Regions from separate parts of the Mus musculus genome. Here region 1 is linked to region 2. The links are chromatin contacts, called in public Hi-C maps. All regions are on one chromosome and are shown on one strand. The core of a region is the stretch at or near the end of the contact, and the rest is flanking DNA. Distances in the headings are between cores, read along the strand shown.

Evidence for each region. A called contact is a pair of places that touch in the nucleus more often than the background predicts.
Region 1: a contact with region 2 is called in a Hi-C map of cerebral cortex, with 2.0 times the contacts expected there. The contact joins two enhancer-like sites. A contact is called at or near these places in 3 of 484 Hi-C or Micro-C datasets (cerebral cortex, mammary gland and nephron progenitors) and 1 of 9 other capture datasets (embryonic stem cells).

The regions. Positions count from the first base shown.
Region 1 is chr13:107,763,919-107,769,681 of GRCm38.p6, reverse strand. It overlaps Zswim6 (zinc finger SWIM-type containing 6), which reads left to right. Exons shown (of 18, transcript NM_145456.3): 8 at 1-122. Among named protein-coding and RNA genes, the nearest start is that of Gm52061, 77 kb to the right of the region's middle. Within about 2 kb of position 3,126, at least 30 of the 459 cell types and tissues checked have an H3K27ac peak or open chromatin away from gene starts, as enhancers often do. A contact at or near this core is called in cerebral cortex, where this site is marked.
Region 2 is chr13:107,597,458-107,603,161 of GRCm38.p6, reverse strand. No RefSeq gene overlaps it. Among named protein-coding and RNA genes, the nearest start is that of Gm32090, 13 kb to the left of the region's middle. Within about 2 kb of position 2,456, at least 65 of the 459 cell types and tissues checked have an H3K27ac peak or open chromatin away from gene starts, as enhancers often do. A contact at or near this core is called in cerebral cortex, where this site is marked.

The DNA of each region.
Region 1 (5,763 bases), core at 1,877-4,376, 170 kb before region 2:
CAATGGGGCCCGTATGTTGACCTTGATCACAGAGCAGTTCATGGCTGACCCTCGCCTGTCACTTTGGAGGCAGCAAGGCACTGCAATGACTGACAAGTATAGGCAGCTCTGGGATGAGCTTGGTAAATGAGTTTCCTGTCAAACTGCATTGAGCTGTGTGTAGATAAGACTGCAGTTGGATATTTAAGAGCATGGTCCAAAGGATGCAGGAGAGAGCAGCTCTGTGCTAGCCTGTGCCAGGGTGCTCTGGGCAGTTGATTGGGCAAAGCTCAGGCCACTGTTTGAAGCAAGCAGCTGTGGCAGGGTTAGGGTGTTGAGTAGAGTGAGCACAGGAATCTCCCTTTAGGTACTTGGCGAAAGGTTCTGTATGTTTGCAATGAATGGTTTCCATCATAGGACTGGTCAGTGACTATTTAATCTCAGTTTTTGAGTCTGCCTTCCTTTTTTCCTTCATTGAAATTCTCAAAAACGATTTGCATAGCTCACTTTTTCCCAGCCAATACAGACCTAGGTCAACCATTGTTCTTGAGAATGGAAAAGATAGGGCAAGCTCTAAAATTTATTGTCTAAAATCTCTGGTCATTACAGATATAAATATAGCAGGTAGTTGAACAAGATGAGGCCTTTTCTTGTGTTAACCGTGAAAATACTGGGTGTGAGTTTCCTTGTCCAATGCTCATTGCTACACAAATTAAAAAAAAAAAAAATTGACATTCATTTCAAGAGAGGAAAATGCTTGCTGTACGTGTAGAGTTAGTGACATTTCTGTTGACAAGTGGCAAACCACTATTTGATTCATTTTGATCCTAGGCCTAGATAGCTCAAAGAGGAACAGTTGGCTGTGAAGGTTCTGTCTGACCACACGGAAAGCACTTTCGGGAGCAACTATTTGGAGACAAACTGAACCTCAGGGAGAGCCTAGAATTTGATGGTGTGGAGTCTTTAGGATTGTATGACAAGCTCCTAAAAACCTGAAGTCAGGGTTTCTTTCCTGCTTCTCCAGGAACGTGACTCTTGGTAGATACTCTGGTGGGTTTGTTTCTATACAAGTAGGTCTGCTACTTGCCAAATATTAAAGTGTATCTGTGAATGTTTTTCTCCAGTGTTTCTTAAAAATAGCGTATTGTGTCCCGTACTTTACTTGATCTCCTGAAAATCTGATAGTAGCTGCCCCCACCCCAGTCAAATGTAAGTCGATCTGTGAACAGTAAGCAGCTTCCATGTGTTGCCTGGAGGTTTGAGGCACAGTGTGGAATTGAAGAAGAAAGGGTAATACGTGGTTTAAGTAAACAAAGTGAATGATTTAGCTTTCCAAATGAGGCCTTTTTAGCTTGTGACTCTGTTGTACATGTTGGATTCACTCGTTGGTTCATAAAGGTGAAAAAGGACTAGCATTGAAAACCAATAACGAAGGGGATCGTGTAGGGAAAATACTGGATTACTATGAAGTGTATAAAATTTTAAGCTGTGGTACTCAGAAATATGAAAGCATAAATAACTGGTTAGGAAAACAAGTGCCACTTGAATATTTTCAAAGTGCCAAGAAAAGAGAAAAAAAAAAAGAAAAAAGAAAGAAAGAATACAAATGATAATGTAGAGTGAAGTTTGCATGATTCACATTTAATCTGTAGTCACATCTCACCTTTCCATGCTGGCTTTGGAAAATGTATGCCGAGACCATCAGTCAGCAGTAGGACTTCTCACTGGGCCGAAGTTTTTGGCAGCTGATACATATTCCCAAGACAGGACTGCTCTACAGAGACCCAGGCTTTACTCAAGATGTTTGATTGCAGACAAGGATCAAGAACACAACTACAAACACACACACACATACTCACACAAAAACCCACACGCGCGCTCTCTCACCTCCTCCCTCCCCCAAGCCCCTCCCTGAAATCATTGGTAGACTAGTGAACTCTGCCTGTGTACTCTGATGCCAAGTGGAGGTCACAGGCCGTTGTTGTGGGATCTAAAGTTTGTGAGGAATCCCCCACAGAAGTCATAGTAGCGATCACATCCTAGTATCTGTTCACCAAAAAATTAACTCAAAGTTCCTTCTAGACTCCAAAAGGAAAGGCTTTTGCTTCTTAATAAAATGGGGGAATTTGACTTTGTGCCCCTACACAGGGCTCACATTGCTTCAAGGCGCTGCTTTGGAATTAAATGCTGAGCACTGCCAGATGCCAGACATTGAAGAGAGGCTGAGTTTTGTCGGCAAATGGGATCTGCAAGTTAATTGGTGTTTTCTGCAGGCTTCTGGCTGTGAAATGAAATTGGAAGCCCTTTAGCCACATGGATAATACAGGACCTGAATACAAATGTCACATGTCACCATCAGGACCCACTGTGAGACAATAGTGTTCCCACTCCAACATTGCACCATTACAGATCATTTAAATATGGGGATTACATTTAAACTAAAAGCCCCATTTGCCTTTTACTGCAATTTAAATGTCCTCTTAGCAAAAGCTAAGTGACAAATTAAATGGAAAAAGTGCCCACATTTTTAAAGCTGTAATGCAAAACAACCTTTTATTGCTTCTCATGTGCCACGGATGAATCATTACACTTGTCAACCCTAAACCAAGCCGTAATTGGAGTAGCTCCTGCTATCAACGTGGGGCCGCTCCCTCCGTGACAGCTTAATAAAGCCGAAACTGTTAAATTAAATCTCAGATGCTTAACTCCTTAGCACCAGTGGATTCGATGGGTCCATGTCTGGCAGTGGCCAATGCACCAAGAAAGGAAAAAAAAAAAGATTCCTGGCACGAGAGCTTCCGTGGGCTAAGAGTGAACCGGCACCCTAGCCAAGTAGCTCTGCTTCTTGGCAAAGGACTTGGAGCCATCAGGTTGTCAGCCAGGAGATGACAGAATCTTTTTCAGAGGACCAGATAGCCCCCTTCCCAAGATTCGTAACTTTCTGCTTAGATGTGATTTATGAAGTTTCACACTGTTGATGCTTCAGAAGTAGTTGAAAGTAACACATTCATTTTTTTAAACTTTTCCTTTTCATATAAATATGCAAAGTTGGTTGCAGTAGCCCATTTCTTCCCCCGTTCTCCAGCTCCCAGAGAGGCTCCTTGTTCCTAGGATTTCCTGTGCCTGTGATACTCATTCTGTCTGGGTAATCTTTGTGACTCTCTCCCTGATGCTCATACTGTGGGACAGAATAGATACAGATGCACTCTGTTACGACCTTCTGTTACACCTCATTTGCACATGCATTTATCTTGGGCATGAATCAGTCTCTCAAATATTAATATTACTCTCTGTGTGTGATGCTCATTTTCCAAAACACACAACAGTATTCTGAAGATGAGCAACTTTGCATCCTCAGCAGCTGTCGGGGAAAGAAAGGACTGCAATCTTAAGACAGAGAAGAAAGCCCTTGGTGCTGGTGGAACGGCTGCAGGTTTGATAAGGGCCTTGCCTTTGGCAGTCTATGGAAGATGTACGTCTGCACTTACAGGCTTCATTAGTGACACAGGTAGTCTCTGGAAAGCAGATCTTAGAAATAACTTGTGGCTTGAAAGAGCAGCCCCGTGCTGACTTGTGGCAGGCACACCTAACATTAACCCTAAGAGCTGCCTGTTCCCTGGACTTAATTACCATGCCAGTCTTTAGGGTGTGAAGGGGAATAGTGTACCTCTCATAGGCTTCAGTGGGTCTCTTTCTGTAAATGTTTTATAAGACTATAATTTTACTTTGCATCATAAAGCTATAGATTGTGGCGACCAGTCTATTAACACCTAATTAAAATGGATGTCATTTAGAGGAAACAGTTAAATGCAGTTTAATTACAGTTTTGTCACGGGGAGAATTCTTAGTTTCATTGTCAAGTGTTGTGTAAGACCTTTGCCCACATTTGTTAGCTTTCTCTGGAGGAAAACCATTAGCTTTGCAGTCTTGGGACTTGGAGCCTTCTCATAGGGAGAAGATGGGTGGCAAGGGCAGAACCAACCCATCCCAAGCTTGTTCAGGTATTGCCGAGAGCAAGGTGGTGATAGCCCTTGGCACCCCTTCCACATCTTCTCTTCTGGGGATCCATTTCTTTGTGAGCACAAATAGGCAGAGTTAAGTGTTTCTTTCTCATTCTAATTCCATTTGAAGAATAAGGCAACCGCTACCTTGTTCCAGAGTCAGGTGTGAGACCAAGTGGTAGTTACCTATACCTGGGACACTTGGAGTCAGGGTAAACCTACAGTCACCAGTAGAAAACTCAACCCACCAATTGCAGCCGTATTTATGGAAAAACAGTAAAAAACTGACCTGCTTCCTCGACCCAAATGTTCTCTCATTTGCATCCCAGACACAAAAAACAGTTCATCTGCACCTACCTTGTTATTCTTGAAGTCACACATTCAGAAAATAACCTCTTAATTTAGGATACTCTTTGTTCACAGACAGAAATAAAAATCTATAACCGTTCTGTACTGGGAAACATCATCTTACATGTCTGAATGCAGCAGTCTTAATAAGTACCACCCTAACTTTCTGTGGTACATGCAGACTTTGACACATATTGAAGTCAGGGGTGATGCAAACCGAATTGAGGAGTCACTTGTTTTGCGTCAGGAGCTAGAGAGCAGCCCAGAAATGGCTGGTTGTGTACAGGCTTACTTTGTCAGGGCTGTGCAGCAAACAGCAATCCCAGAATGCCCTACAGCAGCAGAAGGGTGTCAGCACAGACTGGGGAACATCCATACCGCTGAACCCAGGGCAGAACTCAAGCCATCTCTCTTATCGGTCTGTCTTCTCCTGGGCACACAAAGAATACAGCTTTACTACGGCGTGTGCTCCCGGCACCCCCTTCCCTTCCCAGAAGCTTTATTTCAAGGGACACAGAGCACGATACCCAGAAGAGCAGAGGCACTGGATCTAGATTTCCTCTGTAGCAATGGTTCTGATAATAAGGGGGGAGTCCACCTCTCAGGCCTCAGGAGACACGTAAATTAACAGTTATAATGAGCCAGGAAGCCGTTGATGGTAGAACCTGACCCATGAGTGTGGTTTGTAAGGTGTGGATGGGAAGGATTTACAGGGGAGAAGTAGTACTAAGGTTCCAGGAAGGAGAAGCAGTGTGGACCAGGACAAGGGTAGGCTTAGTGGGAAAGGTATTTACTGTCAACAATGGCTGGAAGGTGTCCAGTCTAGCTTTGCTCATTGTTTCGTAACCTAAAAGAGGAGGGGAGGGAGACAGAAAGATGGCGGAGGACCTTGGTGGTGCTGGTGGTGCTGGTGGTGCTGGTTGTGATGGTTGTTGTTGTTGCTATGTTAAGTTTCCATTTTGGTCTAGCTACTACTATTGGCAGCACAGTTGTCCACACTTGTTTTCAAGCACTACACTCAGCAGTCTTTTGTATACATCACATTACTTACTCCTCAAAACAGCACTGTGATGTAGGTATAACTTTTTAGTGCTAATGTTACAAACAAGAAAACGGAAGCATAAGAAGGCCGGAGAGTTGCCTAGATAACATTATCAGTTAGATGTCTCTGTCAAGCATTTACACTCTGCAAAGGCAAAATGGCAGTGACCGAGTGGCCATGAGTCTTGGCAAAGGGCCTGTTTGCCTGTCCTCAGTGCCACCATCCTGGCTGAACTTGCTCTAGGCAGTCTCGCTGTCTATCAGCAGCCGTGTTTCCAAGGACTCTAACTTCAGGCCCTCTGGAAAGACAAACACATTGGTGAAAAATAGCTTTATGCTGCTTTTGAGAGCAATAGTGATGACAGTAAGCTGATCACAAGCACAGAACAAGCTT
Region 2 (5,704 bases), core at 1,207-3,706:
CCTCACAGCCTCCGTAATGAGGACATTAATTCCGTAAATAGTTATTTAACATCTGGTTCCTCACTTGCATGTGAGTTCCAAGAGGGCTTGATAAATAGATATTTGTAAAAAGGCAGAACAAACAGATTTTCCCAATGAGCCCATGAACACTCTGATATACCAAGCAGAGAGTAGATATTCAACATTCATTTATGGAACTGATAGGAGAGGGAAGGCTGGAACCTTTTCTAATATAATGTCTGTTTTCAAGATATGAGTTAGTACTCAGTAGGCATGTGTCACACAAACATACCTGTCACCTAAATGCTTTGAACAACCTTACCAGAGTCAACCCCCCAAATGGGGAAGCGGCTGGAATGTGTGCCGTGAATGTTCTTCAATGTTAGCAGCAGAATTTCTGCTATTGTTGTAGTAATTGTATCAGTCAGGGCCAGGTACCTGCCTATAATTAGCTGATGGGATGTTCTGTAGTCTGGGAGAAACGTGACCGGAGGAAGGGAAGGAAGAGGTTGATCCTGCCACACATCTGAAGAACAGATAATAATTTGCCCCCCATGTTGCCCTTCCTACACTCGTTCTTCTATTATTTCAACCAATCCAAGTCTTAGATTCTCAAAATGGGGTCACCATATGCGCCTCCAACCTGACTTGTATGGAGCCTTGTTTTGCTAGTCACAATTAGTTGCAGGTGCAAAGACTGAGGGCACAACTAACTGTGTCTGGAATCACCTCCTCACATAGGCAATTAAACACTTGCACACTCAGAATTAGGTTCAAGTGGCTAATTGCACCGGGAAGTAGGTAATTGCAGGTGCAATTAGCTGCAAGTGCAATTTTTCACCCGAGACTAATTGCTCCCAAAGTAAGGAGATGGGGATTAGAAATTCAGCACCAAATGTATACGTGGTTATTGCAACCACCTGTGATTTTAATAGTCTTTCCCCCTCCCGACTTCAAGTGCAATGGCCTCCCTTTGGTCTTTAGGAACAGTTAGATTGCATACTCCTTCTGTGGATTGCTCTATGCAATCCCTTCTCTGATTGGGCCTGGTTTTCCTCTTTCTTTAGAACTCCTTATCCTTCCTTCTGGAAACCTTCGAAATTTAGGGGCCATGTGCTTTTGGACTGTTCAACTGTCCCTAATGAAAATCTTTCAGAGCTAAGTGAGAAATAGCCTTGAGTTGAGCAGTTTAGTGGGCGGTAACTTCCAATTAGGTCTTGACCACAGCTTCTTGAGAAGTGTCACTTGAACATGCTAGATGAAAAGCTCTCCTGCCCACCTCAGGCAAGGCAGAGGTGGACCTCCATCAAAGCTTCCAGAGATCTGTCTTCATTAGCAAATTCAACTTGAGACCTTTTTTTTTCTTCTCATGAGTGTTTCTCCTGTATCAGTAGGAGTCCAATGGGGAGAACACTATATGACATAAACATTTATATAATTATAGCATACATTTATGCTATACATATCTATATATTAAATGATTATAAAATTAAAGCATAAACATGACTTTTATTTAAATTGAAAGAAAATCCAAATAACTAATGGTATTATAGAAAGTCACATGTAAACATTATTTAGGTTGATTGCAGTTATTATTTTAAGAGAATTTAACAAAGGGCATTGATTTAACTCATATTGTTAGACAAAGGGTTAAATAAGCCTGGGGTATCTCCAAACCATAGCTTCAGGAAGCAGTTACCACCCGAAGTGCAGATGAGGCGAAGAGAGGAGCTAGCTTGACTGGTCTTGGTTACTCAGAGGCCAGTGCCATAGAATCAGGGCATAGACATCTGGTGGCCGCACTACAGAATCTTGGGGTCCTTCAGAGCTGGGACCTAGAACTTGGGAGAAGCTGCGCTGGCTGAACTCAGAGAAGAGCACAGAACTGAGGCCAGCCTTGAGTGGGACTGCGCTTAGCTGTGACATCACTGGATGACTGCGAAGCATGGTGGTGCCTCATCATAAGGAAGAAGACATGTCACAGGCTGTGCCTTGTAGGGGCAAATAGAGCATGTTTGGATAGAATGGGGGAAGTGGCAGCTGCAGCAAAATAAAGGGACAGAATTAGTAATGTGGAGCCTTGAGGGTGGTGCCCTGCCACGGTTTCCTTTGTATGATTCCCTGCACCGTAAGGAGTGTGTGTGTGTGTGTGTGTGTGTGTGCGTGCGCGCGCGCGCGCGCGTGTGTGTGTGTGTGTGTGTGTGTGTGTGTGTTTTAGAGGGGCTCTGGCAGGTGTGCAGCTAGCTCTACCGGGTGATTTTGTTGCACACTGCATTTCTTCTCACCTCACCTGGCTGATTCAATCCTCTCTACTCTCCTGCTGGGAGAGTTCAGGGCTGCCTGGCGCCCACCTCCTGGCTCCAGCAGCACTGCTGCTTCCCTGCTTACTCATTCCGGAATGGAACCGGATCCCACTTGCTGAGTTGGTAGCAGGCTCCGCTGAATGCCAATCTGATGGCAGTCGACCCTTTTGAACTCCCTCTGGCTATTGAATCTGCCATTGTTTAGACGCTGCAGTGTGCACTGAGTGGTGGCCAGGCCAGGAAACAGAGTGATGACAACCAGGGGGTGGGGGTGGGGAGGGGGTGAGAGGTGGGGGCGGGAAGACCTTTAGCATGGCTTCTGCTGGATTGCCCCTTTAGCATGTCCTCTACTGGATTGCCCCAGACTGTCTCTTCTGTTCCAGGTTCCGGTTGTGGGGTGTGAAGGTCACCCGTGTGCACCGCCCACAGGAAGGTGGTGTTTGCTGGAGGCAGAGCCAGGCTTCTTAATGGATTGTCTCCTCAAGCATTTCCAGTTGGCAAGGGGAACTTTTGCTCCTTTGCCCTTATCACCCCTCTCCAATGCATCTTAAGTCTCTAGAGGGGACCCATAAATATTAGGGGAAGTTGGGTCACCAAATGTGGGTTGGGCTAAGAAAAACATTATTTTTCTCCCTTTTCTCAGGAAAACAGAAACACGTGATGAAAAGAGCTGGAAATAGGGAAAGAAGAAAACAACTTTAAAATATCTAACAAACCTTCCCTAGTCATTCATAGCAGTGAATGGTGTTTCCCCACGGCCCTCCTGCACTAATATTTCATCCATTCATTTATTCCTTCATTCTTTAAAAATTAGCTCAAGGCCCTACTGTTGCAGAGGCTGGAGATGGGAGCCCCGGACAAAACCAGTTCTAAATCCCCAGAGCTCCCTTTCTGTCTCTCGCACACACGTTTGTGTCTCGTTTCCACGTTCCTATCTCTCGTGTGAGTGTGTGCCACATGTGCCACCTTCATGTCTCCATTCTGAAGACTGATCACCTCGACAAGCAAAAGAATCAGACTTCAACTAACCGTGCTACTTTTGACATAAACGCTGTTCCTCATTTCCACGGTTAGGATTAAAAAAAAAAAGTTTTCTTTCTTTTTCTCAGACAGGATCTTATAAAGCCAAGGCTAACCTCGAACTTGCTGTGTAACCTAGGAAGACACTGAACTAATCCTCCTGCCTCCATCTCCCAGGTGTTGAGATGACGGGAATGTTCTACCCCCCTCTGTTTTTTTAATTAATCCTGTGATAACGTGTTGGCATATTAATATTTTTTTCTGTGGATTTTGAGTAATTTATTTCCAGGCTGTATCTTTTCCAGCATCAGGCAAAACTCCTGATCACAAAGGACAGACTCTAAGGGAAGCTGATTTAACCAGAAGTGAGTGTACTAGAGGTTATCAGTGGCTTGCAGAATTGGCAGAAAACTCCAGATTTAAGCTCAGAAAAGCAGCAGGAGCTACATAATGGTGATTCAAAGTCTAGCCTGTGTCTATCTCTAGTTTGGGAGGACCTGACAGCATCCCCGCCCCCACCCCCTCACCGTCTGCAGGCCTGGACTCTGCCAGTGTTAGGAGGAAGTCCAACCCTCCTTGAGCATGATTGTCCCTGAGATACAGTGCACAGCATCTCAGCTGTGAGCATCGTCTTGCCTGACTGTGGGCTATCAGCCTGTTTTTGTGTCTAGGTGGGATAGTGTTGCCAGCCTTTCTGGTGGGAGGAGATTTTATGATTCCTACCCCAGAGGAGACATTTGGATCCTGGGTAGCAGAGAGAAGTAACATTTATTACTCTCTTAGATTCTGTCTCTGTCTCTTTGCCCTCTGTCTCTGTCTGTCTCTCTTTCTGTTTCTCTCTCTTGGTCTCTGTCTGCCTCTGCCTCTGCCTCTGCCTCTGCCTCTGCCTCTGCCTCTTCCTCTGCCTCTGCCTCTCTCTCCCCACTCCTTTTCCTATAATATATTTGCCCCCTGTATGAGGGACAGCTGAGGGTGGGGGACAATGAAAGAGATGTTAAAATTGCCTACCAGGTTTGGACATAAATGCCATTAGCTGTGTCAGGATACAGAGAAGTCCAGCTTGCTCAGCACCTCAGCTCCCTGGTGTGCTAGCCTGCTAACTGGAGAAAGCATGTTCATATGTATCAACCATTTTAGCATGTGACTCATCCTGGGTCCCACCAGCAACAAACCTCAGCCAGCTGGGTCTGGGAGATCTGTCTGCTGAAACATCCAAGTGACATCTCCACACTGGGCTGCTGTCCGGTAAAGAATGCCAGAAGTCATTCTGTTTTCTGGGACAAAGGCCCATTTCACAAAGGGCCATTGTAACAGGACTCTGGATACTGGGCTGTGCCCTGGAGTCATTGAGGACCTTAATCTTTTGTTAAAAAAAAAGCCCTTTGACAGTAATGCAGAGACCTGAATTTAGGGGCTATGTTTTACTCTTAGTATCCTAGGCTCAAGCCATGTGTTAGACTTTCTTGGTCCTGTAGAAGGGCAGGACTATACCCTGGCCCTGTGGGCTGAGATACTGGGACACCCTTCTAGATAGCGCCAAGTAAGAGGACTGGCATACAACTCACCTTTCCTTTTAACAGGGATGCATTCTCCTCTGGATTCCCATGAGGTCATGGAACTCAGTGTTCAAATTGGCTGGTGGTTTTAGTGCCCCTGTGTGAATCTGCACCTCTATGTTAGAGGATGCTCATCAGTAAGAGAAGGGGCGACTTGGACTCTCCTCAGACCCAGGAAAGTAGCCTTTCTCAGATCTGTCTGTCTGTCTGTCTGTCTGTCCCTCTCTACTTTGAAGCACACAGGACATAATTCTAGTCTCTGGTCTTAAAGAAGCATGGCCATCTCTCAGAGTGGTCAGGACTGGGGAAGGAGAGACAAATTCCTCTCACCAGGGCAGGGGCTACACCCCACTTCACAGAGTGGAGAGTGGTATACTTCTGCAAAAGGCTTTTCCTCCTGGCCCTGAGGATTCTGAGTGTGCTGCTCATGGCCCAGAAAAACGGATGGCAGGCATAGGATTGAAAGCAGCATTGGCATCAGTTAACATGTGTGGGGTCAGTTATTTGTGTGTTCGCTAATGACTTGAAACGGCCTTTTATTGTACCGAAGCACACTTTTTCTCTCCATGGAGTATATGAGTTGCCTCAGTTTGAGAATGTGACACTAGGCTTCAGAAGTTTGGGGCTCTCAGTTCCTCACCACCCACGGCATGGTTGAGGGAGCTTTTTGTGTTTCAGTAGTGTTTTGAAATCTAGGGTACCACCACAGGCACAGGCTATGATGCCTAATGTATGTGAGGGGTGCCTGGTGACAACACCTGGTGTCTTCATCCCCCTCTTCTCCCAGGAAGCCCTTTCTGTGGAGTCAAGCTGTTTCTGGAAAGG